Regions from separate parts of the Mus musculus genome. Here region 1 is linked to region 2. A link is a contact called in public HiChIP or PLAC-seq data. All regions are on one chromosome and are shown on one strand. Each heading gives the region's core, a stretch centred on a gene start, on an enhancer-like site or on the middle of the called end of the contact. The rest is flanking DNA. Distances are from core to core; before and after follow the strand shown.

Region 1 (5,294 bases), core at 2,437-4,936, 50 kb after region 2:
CATTCCACTTCTAATTGTAAATACAGGGCAGAAGGTGGGAGTGGCTCTCCCTCTTCCTGTTGTTCTCTTGGCTCAGCCTGCCTAATAGAAATGTTTTTAGGCTGTTTTTGTAATATGGCACCTGGTCACAGTCCTTTGTAGCTGAATTCCCAGGTCCTGCACTGTACAACCCTCACCTTCTCAGTTCCCTTACCACCTAATAAAGGAATAGTTAATACCCAAGTGTCTGGTTTCTGTGCAAGGTCCAAAGTGGGGGTTTCTGGGCCTCTTCCTCCACAGGGCTAACTTGAACTCCCATCTTGGGGCAGAGCCATGTGCTTTGTCAGTCCACCTTTGACTCCTTTTTGGTCAGGTATCTAGCTTCATTTCTGTTGCTTTAAGCAAATACCTAACAGAAAAGAAACTTAAGGGACAGAGGGACTTTTTCCTAACTAAATATTCCAGGTTACAGTCCAACATTGTGAAGAAGAGGCAGGAACTTAAAATAGTTCACCACATCACACCACAGTCAAGAGCAGAGAGAAAGAAGTGAGTGGATGCATGCTTGCTTCCTTGTGTCGGGCTGAATCATTACACTCTTAAACAGTTTAGAAACCCTTGTTTGGGGAATGATGCCACCCACAGTAGGCAGTGTCTTCCCACATTAATTTGACTTAATTACGACAATCTCCTAAAGACATTCTTTCAGGTCAACTCGATGTAGACAACTTCTGTTCCCAGGTGATTTGTAAGTTCTGTCATTGTGACAAAACTGATCATCATATCAGGTGGTTTCAATTTTTGAATCTTGGGTTGGAACCAATAAAGGGACTCAAAACAAAAACAGGCAAACAAACCAAAAGGAAAAAAAAAAAACCTACAAAACTCAATAGTGTTATTTTGAGAACTTACTTTTTTCTTTAAAAATTTTATTATTATTATTATCATTGTTGTTGTTTTTTTTTGTTTGTTTGTTTTTTGAGACAGGGTTTCTCTGTGTAGCCTTAGTTGTCCTGGAACTCACAAAAGAAAACACACAAAATAACACCAAACCCAGTACACAGGAAGCAGGCCTGGCTCACCTGCAGAACTGCCCGAACAAGGCAAGACAGCCTATGGGACAGCAAAACAGGGCACAAAGAATGAGAGCCCAGGAGAGAGAGCAACAGACAGAAGAGACAAACCCCTAGGCGCCACCAGAGAATGATTGCCCTGGAGGGGAGAAGGTGGAGTACTGGGTGCTGGGAACACGCCACACACACACACTCTGTGTGCTGGTGTTTGCTTTGTGCTAAGCCACTGAGCTCAAGTGCTTGCGGTTTGCATCCAGAAACTCATCCAGTTGAGCCAGTATTACCCCCAGAGCAATGTGATGGAAATCAGCAGTGGTTTGAATCCAGAAATATAAAAACGGCACTTTTTTTGCTCACCTATCTATTCTAGACTTCTGTGCACTGATATAGGTTCCAGGGTCTCAAATCCCTTAAAATTCTAATCAACTGTGATGGGCCAGGCTGGAAGCAGCGATGACACGCGTCCTGGAAACCCTGCCAAGCTGTCCTGTACCGCTGCTTCTGCGTGTGTTGATAATTAATCCTTCGGAGCGGGCGCACGAATGTGAGAAATTGGCTATTTTCCGCTTCTGAATGATGGCTCTGAGCCACTACGGCAGCTTTTCCATTTCAAATCTGACTGTCAAAAGTGGTGCATTAATCAGTATTTCGTTAGTTTCAACATTTCCAGAATCCGCCTCCCCAAGTGCACATACAAAGTGCAGCCATCCTCAGCCGAGAAGGCAAGGGCGGGGCCTTGCTTCAGGTGACGACTCTTTCTTTCTCTTTGCACCACTCCATCCTCTGAGAGGCTATGGCTGTGACTCCGGAGCTCACTTCCCTGCAAAGTAGTGGCTCTTGGCTGAGTACTTCCAACAGGGAGACAGAACAGGACCGGAGGGTGGCAGACGGTGCCTCTATCCAATGGCCCCCTGGGTGACTTCCCCAGAAGCACTTTATTATTATTATTATTATTATTATTATTATTATTATTATTATTATTATTGGTGTGGTTAGTTGTTTTGAGACAGGATTGCTCTTTGTAGCCCAGGCTGGCCGTGAACTCAGAAGTCCACCTGCCTCTGCATCTGGTGTGCTGATTCTGATGTCACCACCAGATGTGAGCCTCCACCATCAGACTCACATCCACTACAGACGACCTGAATGTCTCAGCCAAGCTGTATACTAGAGAAAGTGGCTACTGTTACAAAACTCAGTGGAGACACAGCTCTAGCAGATGTAGGTCTGGCTGACCACATAAGCACTGACTAGTGCTGGAGACACACTGGTACTGAGCGACAGCTGTGCTGAGAACCATATCTGGCTGAGGTGCTGCTTGGGTCAACCTCTCAGAGTGTCCAGCAGGAGGCAGGGCTTCCAGACCTACTGATGGATGAGTCTGGGGGCTGGGCAAACTGGACAGCATTATTCTGTGGAGAAGCCTTAGACTGTCCCCCAAAGTAAAAGCACCCCAACCAGCCTGTTATACTTCCTCCCTCCCACTGTCAGGGCCACCAACGCCCAAGAGTGCAAAAGGCACCCAGGAAAGAGAAAGTTAAAAAAACAAGGGAAGGTTGATTTTCCTACTTCCTGCTGCCCCTAACTGCCAGACGAGGCTTCTCCCCCTGCCCCTCAAGCAACCCTCAGACTCCGCCCATGTCCGTGCCCCGCCCCCTCCTCTCCAACAGTGACGCGTGCTGTGCTGGCATGGCTGCCGGTGGGCAGGTGATGCACATCCCAGGAACATTTTGCCCGCCCCAACTGCTTCATCACCAAGCCTCCAGCAAAGAGGCTCAGGCAGCCTGAAGCCTCGCTGCCTGGCATAGCGCATTTAGAGTAACAGCTCAGCTAATCTCTTCCAAGGGAGGCAGAGCTGCTCAGCACAGCAGGAGTGGGGCGAGCTCTGGAATATTCCAGTGTGGTTCTCCCACAGGCATCTAGGGACAGAGAGGAGTGTGGGGGTGGGGGACAAGCTGAGCCTCACAGGTGTTCCTAGGCTGATGCTTAAGTCTCTCACAGATGGGAATCATCAAGCAGGCTGGGCAAGCCTAAGCAATCTAACAGTCATAAGTCACACTCCCTTCCCGCCTCCCACCACTGGTCTTTGATCAGCCTTCCCACTCAGCCGGACCACACCCTCTGCTCTCCGTGGTGAACTGCTACTAGACAGCTTGCATCATACACAGCATCTCCTCTCCTACCCTGCTCACTCCAGGTCCTGCATCCACCCCTAGCCTGGCTCACAGCCCTCGATGCCAGGATTACAGTGCTAGACAGGCATAGCTAGGGACCATGTGTAGCTGCTGAGGTCTGCCTGTGTTGGGTGGGCTGCACAGTGAAGCCCTAAGGGCAGTGAGCTGTGCTGAGCTCACTGTGGGATCCTTAGGACGACCTTGTCAGCATGGGATGCTGCCAGGTCACTCTGAGACTTGGTAACCCAAATACAAGTTCTGGATGGTCACCGAGAAGCAAGAGGGTCAGGAGATGCCCATCACCTCCTTGTCTCCCTGCTGGCCAGTTCTCACATCTGGCTCAGATAGCTGGGAGTGACTGAGCTTCTGGGGGGCTGCCAAAACAGCATTCCTGACCCCCAAATGAGTTGCTCAATGTGGCCTTGGCTCACCCTTAGAGGCCACTGCCTCAGAGGGACTCCTGCTCTGGTCTAGGGTCACCCTCCCACAGGGCGTCCTGCACACTACCCCCAGGATGTCCCAGAGTGAGTGCGGGTAGTAGGATCTCACAGCCGCTCATAGCAGCTGGCCTCTGGGTGGGCTATGCCTTGTCCTCAGCGCTGTCCTCAGTTAAGCTACATAAGGGGCTGCTTTTTCCAGGAGACAGGGTAAGACAGGGCAGGACCAGGATGGAGTCCCTAGGTCCTTAAGCACCTCTCAAAACCCCTCCCCTGACCCTTACTTGCTGCAGAACTCTGGAGAGCAGGCTCTGTACCCCCAGTGGGCAGCATAGTAGAGCATGCCCTAGATGTGGGTGAGCCAACCTTGAGGACATGAGCACAGGAAAGCTAGTCCTGCCCCGGGTCTGCTGGGCCATGGCTGGGATAAGGGAAGAGATGCTGTGGTGGTATGAATACATTTGCCCCCCAGAGACTCATGTGTATCAATGCTTGGCCCACAGGAAGTGGCACTGTTAGGAAGTGTGGCCTTTTTTGGATGGAATAGATGTGGCCTTGTTGGAGCAGAGCAAATGTGTCACTGCGTAGATGGGCTTTGATGTTTCCTAGTGTTGCTCAAGCTCCACCCAGTGCAGAAGAACACCTCCCCCTGGCTGCCCGAGGAATAGACTTCTGCTGCCTTTGGATCAAGCAAGATGTAGAACTCTTGGCTCCTCCAATACCATGTCTGCCTGCAAGCTGCCACGCTTCCCCCCATGATGATAATGGACTGAACCTCTGAAACTGTAAGCCAGTCTCAATTAAATGTCTTCTAAGGGTTGCCTTGGTCATGTCCCTTCACAGCAATGAAACCCTGACTAAGACAGATGCCCTCCTTCCATCCCTTGTCCCTTGCCACCTATGGCAAGCGGGAGAGCTGGTTCCAGGGTCATGAAAGTAAAAGAACTGACCTGTCTCTCACAGGCTGTAACACTCAGGAGAGTGGGCCCTGCACCTTGCCTGGGCAGCAGGTTAGAGCTGGCTCTGGTTACAGGGGTTGCAGGTGAGCCATCCCCAGTGCCTAAGAGCAGAAGAGCTAGCCACACCCCTCACCTGCTCCACTCTAGGAGAGAGCCAGCCCTGCATCTCTCCTGGGCATCACAACAGAGCCATAGCTGAAGGCAGGAGAGCCCTCCTACTTGCTGGCTGCTCTGTTGGATGGGTCAGCCAGGGCAGGGAAAATAGCTCACCTCTGTGGTGTGAATATAATGGGCTGACCAGCTCAGGTACCTCTCAGACCCAGATCCAGGGCTTTGAATTGGCATCTACCCCATCAATGAGCTGCTGGAGTGTGTGATGGAGCCTGTCCCACAGATCAAAACTACAGGATCCCCATGACACAGGGCAACAATGGGGAATCTGAGGGGAGTCCCAGTGAGGTTCCTGTGTGGATAGTGTAGCAGATGCCAGAGGCCCTGCACCCAACAAACTCATTGCAATGAACATTTGCAAGCAAAGAAGTGTGTACATAAGGATACACTGTGGGACACACTACAGCTTCCACAACGAGATTGTTTGCCCCTTTTTTTTTCACTGTTGGGGAGGAGGTGACAGGGTAGAGGGTGGGTACAGGGGCAGAGATGAGTGGGATTGGA
Region 2 (5,152 bases), core at 1,669-4,168:
ATACACCCTCATAAAAAGAGAAGACAGCCACAGGATTCTATTTATATGGAATACTATACTGAGGGCTGAGAGAGATGGCACACAGCCAAGCCTGATGACTTGAGTTTGATTCCAAACCCACGTGGTAGAGGGGAAGAACTGACTCCTACAAGTGGTCCTCTGACCCCCGCACAGATGCTGTGCATGCCCCACAACCCTAGGAACAAATACAATCATAGAAAATAAATGTCCAGAGCAAGCAAAGCCACAAATGCAGGGAGCTGGTGGCAGGGATATTAACAAGATCCCTTTTCCAGGATAATGGAATGTCTTGGAGCTAGAGAGGTCATAACTGAGAATATATTAAGTGGCACTGAATTGCAAACATCAAAATCTCAAATATGTACATTTATATAATATAAATTATACCTCAACTTAAAAATAATCAAGAATCAGGTGTGGTGGTGCACAGTGCATGAGCATAGGAGACCTCAAAAATGGCCCCACAGTGACACACTTCCTCAAACCAACAAGGCCACATCTCCTAATGGTGCCACTCCTTATGAACCAAACACTCAAATACATGAATAGGAAGCTATTCCTATTCAAGCCACCACACTGCGCTTGGCAGCACATGCCTACAGTCTCAGTATTAGGGAGTTGGAGGTATATTCAAGATCTCAAGGTCAGTCCGGACTACACTGTGAGTTCAAGGGGAGTCCGAGCTGCATTCAAAGACCCTGTGTCAAAACAAGGGGAGTGGCTGATTTGGTAGAGTAGTTGGTCAACATGCTCAAGGCCCTAGGCATCATCACAGCACTGCAAAATAAATAAACAGAATATTGAGATAAGAGGAAGAAAACGTCACCAACTCAGCCTAAGCCGTGAAAGTTTAATACCACCGATACTAGGAAAAGATGGCAGGTACCCTGATAATATGCCCTGGGAAGGATACGGGGATTCTGCCAAAGACGCATAAAGTTAATCTTGTAGAACTCGCAGGTCATTGCAGGTCCAAGAGGCACTCTTTCAAACAACTGACCTCAAACTAAGGCTGAGGTGAAGATCTGGGATCCAGTCTTCGGTCCACAAAGAAGCTATAAGGGATGTTATTCGGAATAACCATAAAACTTTGAGTAGAAACTTGGGTGAGGACTGGAGATGTGGTTACATGGTAGAGTGTCTCCCTTACACACTGGAAACCCCAGGTTCTGGCCCCAGCATCACAAAAATCAGGCATGGAAGCTCATACCCTTAATCCTAGCACTGGGAGGCAAAGCCAGGAAGACTGGGACTTCTAGGTCATTCTGGTTTCAGTAAGTTCAAGGCCAGTCTGGGTTGCACGAGACTCTGCCTGAAAAGGAGAAGCCCCCAAAGTAGGACAACAACGAAGTGGGCCTGAAAGACTGTTCAGTTGTTAAGAGAGCAGCAGCAGCAGCAGGAGGATCTGATTTCAGATTCCAGTTGTCTCATGTAACAAGCTGGCTATTCCACAAATGACCATAACTCCAGCTTTGAGGGGTGCAGTGCCTTCCCTGGTCTCTGCATATGCAGGTACTCACACTAGTGCACACACACACACACACACACACACACACACACACACACACACACACAGAGAAACACACACACACAAATAAATCTTTAAAAAGTGTATCCGTGACTGTCCTGGAATTTGCTAGGTAGACCAGGCTGGCTTTGAATTCACAGATCTATCTGCCTTTGCCTCTGGAGACCGTGTGAACCATGACATCTTCCCCAATTAACAAAAATACACTTATTTATTATGTAGCCAGTTGGGGGGGGGGGCGCGGCAGGGAGGGGAGATGGGCCCTCTACAATGTAGAGATCAGAGGACAACTTGTGGAAGTTGTTCTCTCCTCCCACTACAGGAGTGTCTGTGTATGCCCTTCCAGGATTATATGGGTCCTCTGTTTCAGTCCTTTGGTCTCCTAGTGATGGAGATGTTCAAGAACGGCACCCTTCACCCGACTCCTGAGATTTCCCCTGAATGCACCTCTAGAGCTTCCATTCTCACTTCACACAGAGGGAGTGTTCAGAGCCTTTGCAGGTCTCCTGGATGTAAAACTCAGTGAATGGCAACGAAATGATAGGCCTCATGGTAAAACCATGTAGAGTGTGGGATGTGCTAGGAGCTGGTGTGGATTTTTTTTACAAAGTATTTTATCTTATTTCTTGCGCACATAAGCGTGTGTGTGTGTGTGTGTGTGTGTGTGTGTGCGCGCGCGTGCGTGCAAGCATTCGAGCACAGTGTGTGTAGGAGTGCATGTGTATCACGGGGTACATGTGGCAGTCAGAAGACAATGTATGTGTTGGTTTTTTTATTTTAGCATGGGAGGCCCAGGAATTGAACTCGGGTGTCTGTGATTGGCAGCAAGCACCTTTCCCTCTTCGGTAGACCTTTGTGATCTTCACATTGTAGGAGAGCTGCACACAGGTACATGAGACTCATATCCACGAAACCCCTGGCCAGATTGTAAATGCTGCCCGCCCGGGTTTGTGGCGCAGTTGGAGCCTGAGTTTTGAGGTGATTGATGTTTAGTGTCCCCATGAAACTTCTATATGGTTTGCATGGGTGCGGCTACTTTTGTTCATTGGCCTCTCTACACCCAGGTTTAGAGGGTTTGGAGTCAGGGGTGTTTGCGTTTGTGTCATGACTGTGTGTGTGAGCCCTGGCTTTGGTTGTGTGCTGGAGGATAAGGATGGATGTGCTCACGAGCTGGATACCTGTCACGTCACGCAGGTTAAGCCCGCATCTCTTGTGGCAGACCTGAGTGTACCGAGGTCTGCAAGTCCCAGGCTTGGCGGGTAGAAGGGTCGGACCCCAGGAGGCCGGGCAGGGGGCGGGGGCGCTCAGAGCCGGCCCCGGGGCGGGGCGAGCCGCCCAGGCCTGGGGGCGGGGCAGCCCGACAGCCTCACTTCGGCGAAGTTGGCGGCGCGGAGGCTGGCCCGGGACGTGCCCGGAGCCCTGGGAAAGAGGGAGGAGGGAGGAGGGAGGGTCGTGGCCGGCCGCCATGGGGCTGGGGGCCCGGGGCCGCCGCCGCCGTCGTCGCCTGATGGCCTTGCCACCGCCACCACCGCCCATGCGGGCGCTGCCCCTGCTGCTGCTGCTAGCGGGGCTGGGGGCTGCAGGTGAGGGATCAGGGACTCGGAGGGTGGGACTGGGGTTGCAGGGGCGGGGAAGCAAAAAAAAAAAAGTATATATATATATATATATATTCTCCTAAGTTTGGAATTTAGAGGACCTGCCCCCCCAGGATTAAAGCCGGGGCAGAGATGCAGCAGCTGGGGGTGTGTATCAGTCATGGGGTTCGCACAGATTCATGATGGGAAGGCAGGATCCTAGAGGCCCAAGGAATCGAGACCCTTGAATGAATCAAGAGTCCAAGAGTAGGAGCTGGAGTTGTGGGAATCTGGGGCTGAAATTCGGAAGCGAGGTGTACCAAAAGTTTCAGGCTCACCCCATCCTACTTCTGCCTGGAGTCCTGGGAAGGTTAGGATGGGGGCTCAAGGACCCCCCAAGGCCTAGGACCCCTTGCACAAAAGCGCCTCCCCTATCCCGGGCGGGCCGTGAAGGGGGGGGGGGGACAAGGAGGGGGCGCGGAGTTCTCGGAGCTCTGAACTCGGAGAAAACGTCTCATGTTGGAGAGCTGCAAGACCCGGCGCTGGAGCGCGAGAAGCAGGAGCTGGAGCCCTTGCGAAGCCCGCGCCCCCTCCCCCGCGTGCCGCCCGATCCCTCTTCAGGCCGCCGGGATCCCGTAGTCTCGGGACCCCGTCTCTGTGCCGGGAGGAGAAGGGGCGAGGTCCACGTGCTCATCTCCAGCTTCTGGGCCCCCATCCCTGTGGCCGCAGCCCCTCCCCAGCATGCCTGGGCCCCCCTCCCCTCTTCCTCCACTCTGAGCTCCCCTCCCCCGCTCGGGACAATGGCTTCGCCGTCTAGACACCCCCTCCCCCCGGCCGGCCTCACGCTTTCTTTGCCAGACAAAGCGGGACCCACGAAGGGCCAGAGCGGGGACTGAGGGGGCGCCCCCACCCCTGCCCCGGGAGGCCTGATCAGCGGGGGAGGGGCATAGGCAGTTGGCTGTGGCCAGGGGTTCTAGGGCTCCTATGGTGGGACTCAGTGCTGGGCCGGGTGAGAGTTGCATAGAGAGTGGCTTAGCCTCTAGGCTCTACTAGGCAGGACTGGGCAGGAGCCACCGCCCCCGCGGGGCCAGTGCAGACTCATGGCCTGTCACACATAGAAAGGGAAAAAAATGCATGTGCACAGGTTTAGTACAGCCATAGATGCACACTTGGCACACACAAGACACACCTATGTGTTTGCTGCTCACATGTTGATGTGCATTCAGGCATAGGTCACCCAAGACCTGCTAGGCATTCATGTTCAAGGTCACATTTATAGCTGCCAATCCATGACCCAGACAAGCACACCAGTGGCCACACAGCTGTATGCTTGAATACTGCTGTTCATATAGATGGATGCACAGTGCATGCAGCTCGTGTGCACATGGTGTACAAGGCTATGCTGTTTGAAGATACCAGCATGGTACCAAGCACATGCACTATTAGTCACTATTAGTAATATAGTGGCCTAATACACAGACTGTCACACAAACTCACAGGCATATGTACACACACACACACACACACACAGAGCTCACATGGTTGTGTTCTCCCCCCCCCCCATACAGCTTCTAGTGTGATGTCACAAAATTGAATAGGTCCTTCATTCTTAACTCATCCTTTTACTGTCTCTGTTTTTTTTTTTTTTTTTTTTTTTTTTTTTTTTTTGGTTGGTTTCTCCTTTCAGTTTCTGTCTGTCCCTATTTCTCAATTCTCCCCCAATCTCCTTTCCTTCTCTCTCTGAGGAACAAAACTTCTACAGGGGCCCACACCTGTCTGAGCACATAATTCTCCACCAGCTCAGACCTGGCCACACCTCTCACCATCTGGCAAGACTGCCACACCCAAAGTGGGATACAACCCTGAGGGATGGGGACACTGGACAGGGCAGCACATATCTTGCACCAGTTCTCTCCCTTACACTCCATAGCCTATCCATCTAGTACCCAAAACCACCTCTCTATGGCTGCTGTTGGTTCCTCCTAGGTGTACGCTTTGCCTACTCTTTCAAGAGCTAGCAGGGACTACA

The links. HiChIP or PLAC-seq counts read pairs in DNA pulled down with a chosen protein or histone mark.
Region 1: a contact with region 2 is called in an H3K4me3 HiChIP or PLAC-seq map of embryonic stem cells, with 32 read pairs. The contact joins the enhancer-like site here to the promoter of Notch3 in region 2. A contact is called at or near these places in 3 of 39 promoter capture datasets (the 3T3-L1 cell line, embryonic stem cells and trophoblast stem cells), 1 of 15 datasets of contacts at CTCF or cohesin (the NIH/3T3 cell line), 6 of 484 Hi-C or Micro-C datasets (the G1E-ER4 cell line, the N1E-115 cell line, cortical neurons and 3 more), 5 of 115 datasets of contacts at active chromatin or transcription factors (the SCID.adh cell line, bone marrow-derived macrophages, effector CD8 T cells and 1 more) and 2 of 9 other capture datasets (adipose tissue and pancreatic islet).

What each region holds. Positions count from the first base shown.
Region 1 is chr17:32,115,748-32,121,041 of GRCm38.p6, reverse strand. The region is part of intron 1 of Gm38585 (a long non-coding RNA gene); the gene reads right to left. Notch3 (notch 3) reads left to right here. Exons shown (of 33, transcript NM_008716.3): 33 at 1-222. Among named protein-coding and RNA genes, the nearest start is that of Gm38585, 5.2 kb to the right of the region's middle. Within about 2 kb of position 3,686, at least 121 of the 459 cell types and tissues checked have an H3K27ac peak or open chromatin away from gene starts, as enhancers often do. A contact at or near this core is called in the G1E-ER4 cell line, the N1E-115 cell line, the NIH/3T3 cell line and 5 more, where this site is marked.
Region 2 is chr17:32,164,656-32,169,807 of GRCm38.p6, reverse strand. It overlaps Notch3 (notch 3), which reads left to right and starts at 2,918. Exons shown (of 33, transcript NM_008716.3): 1 at 2,918-3,132. The coding sequence starts at 3,015.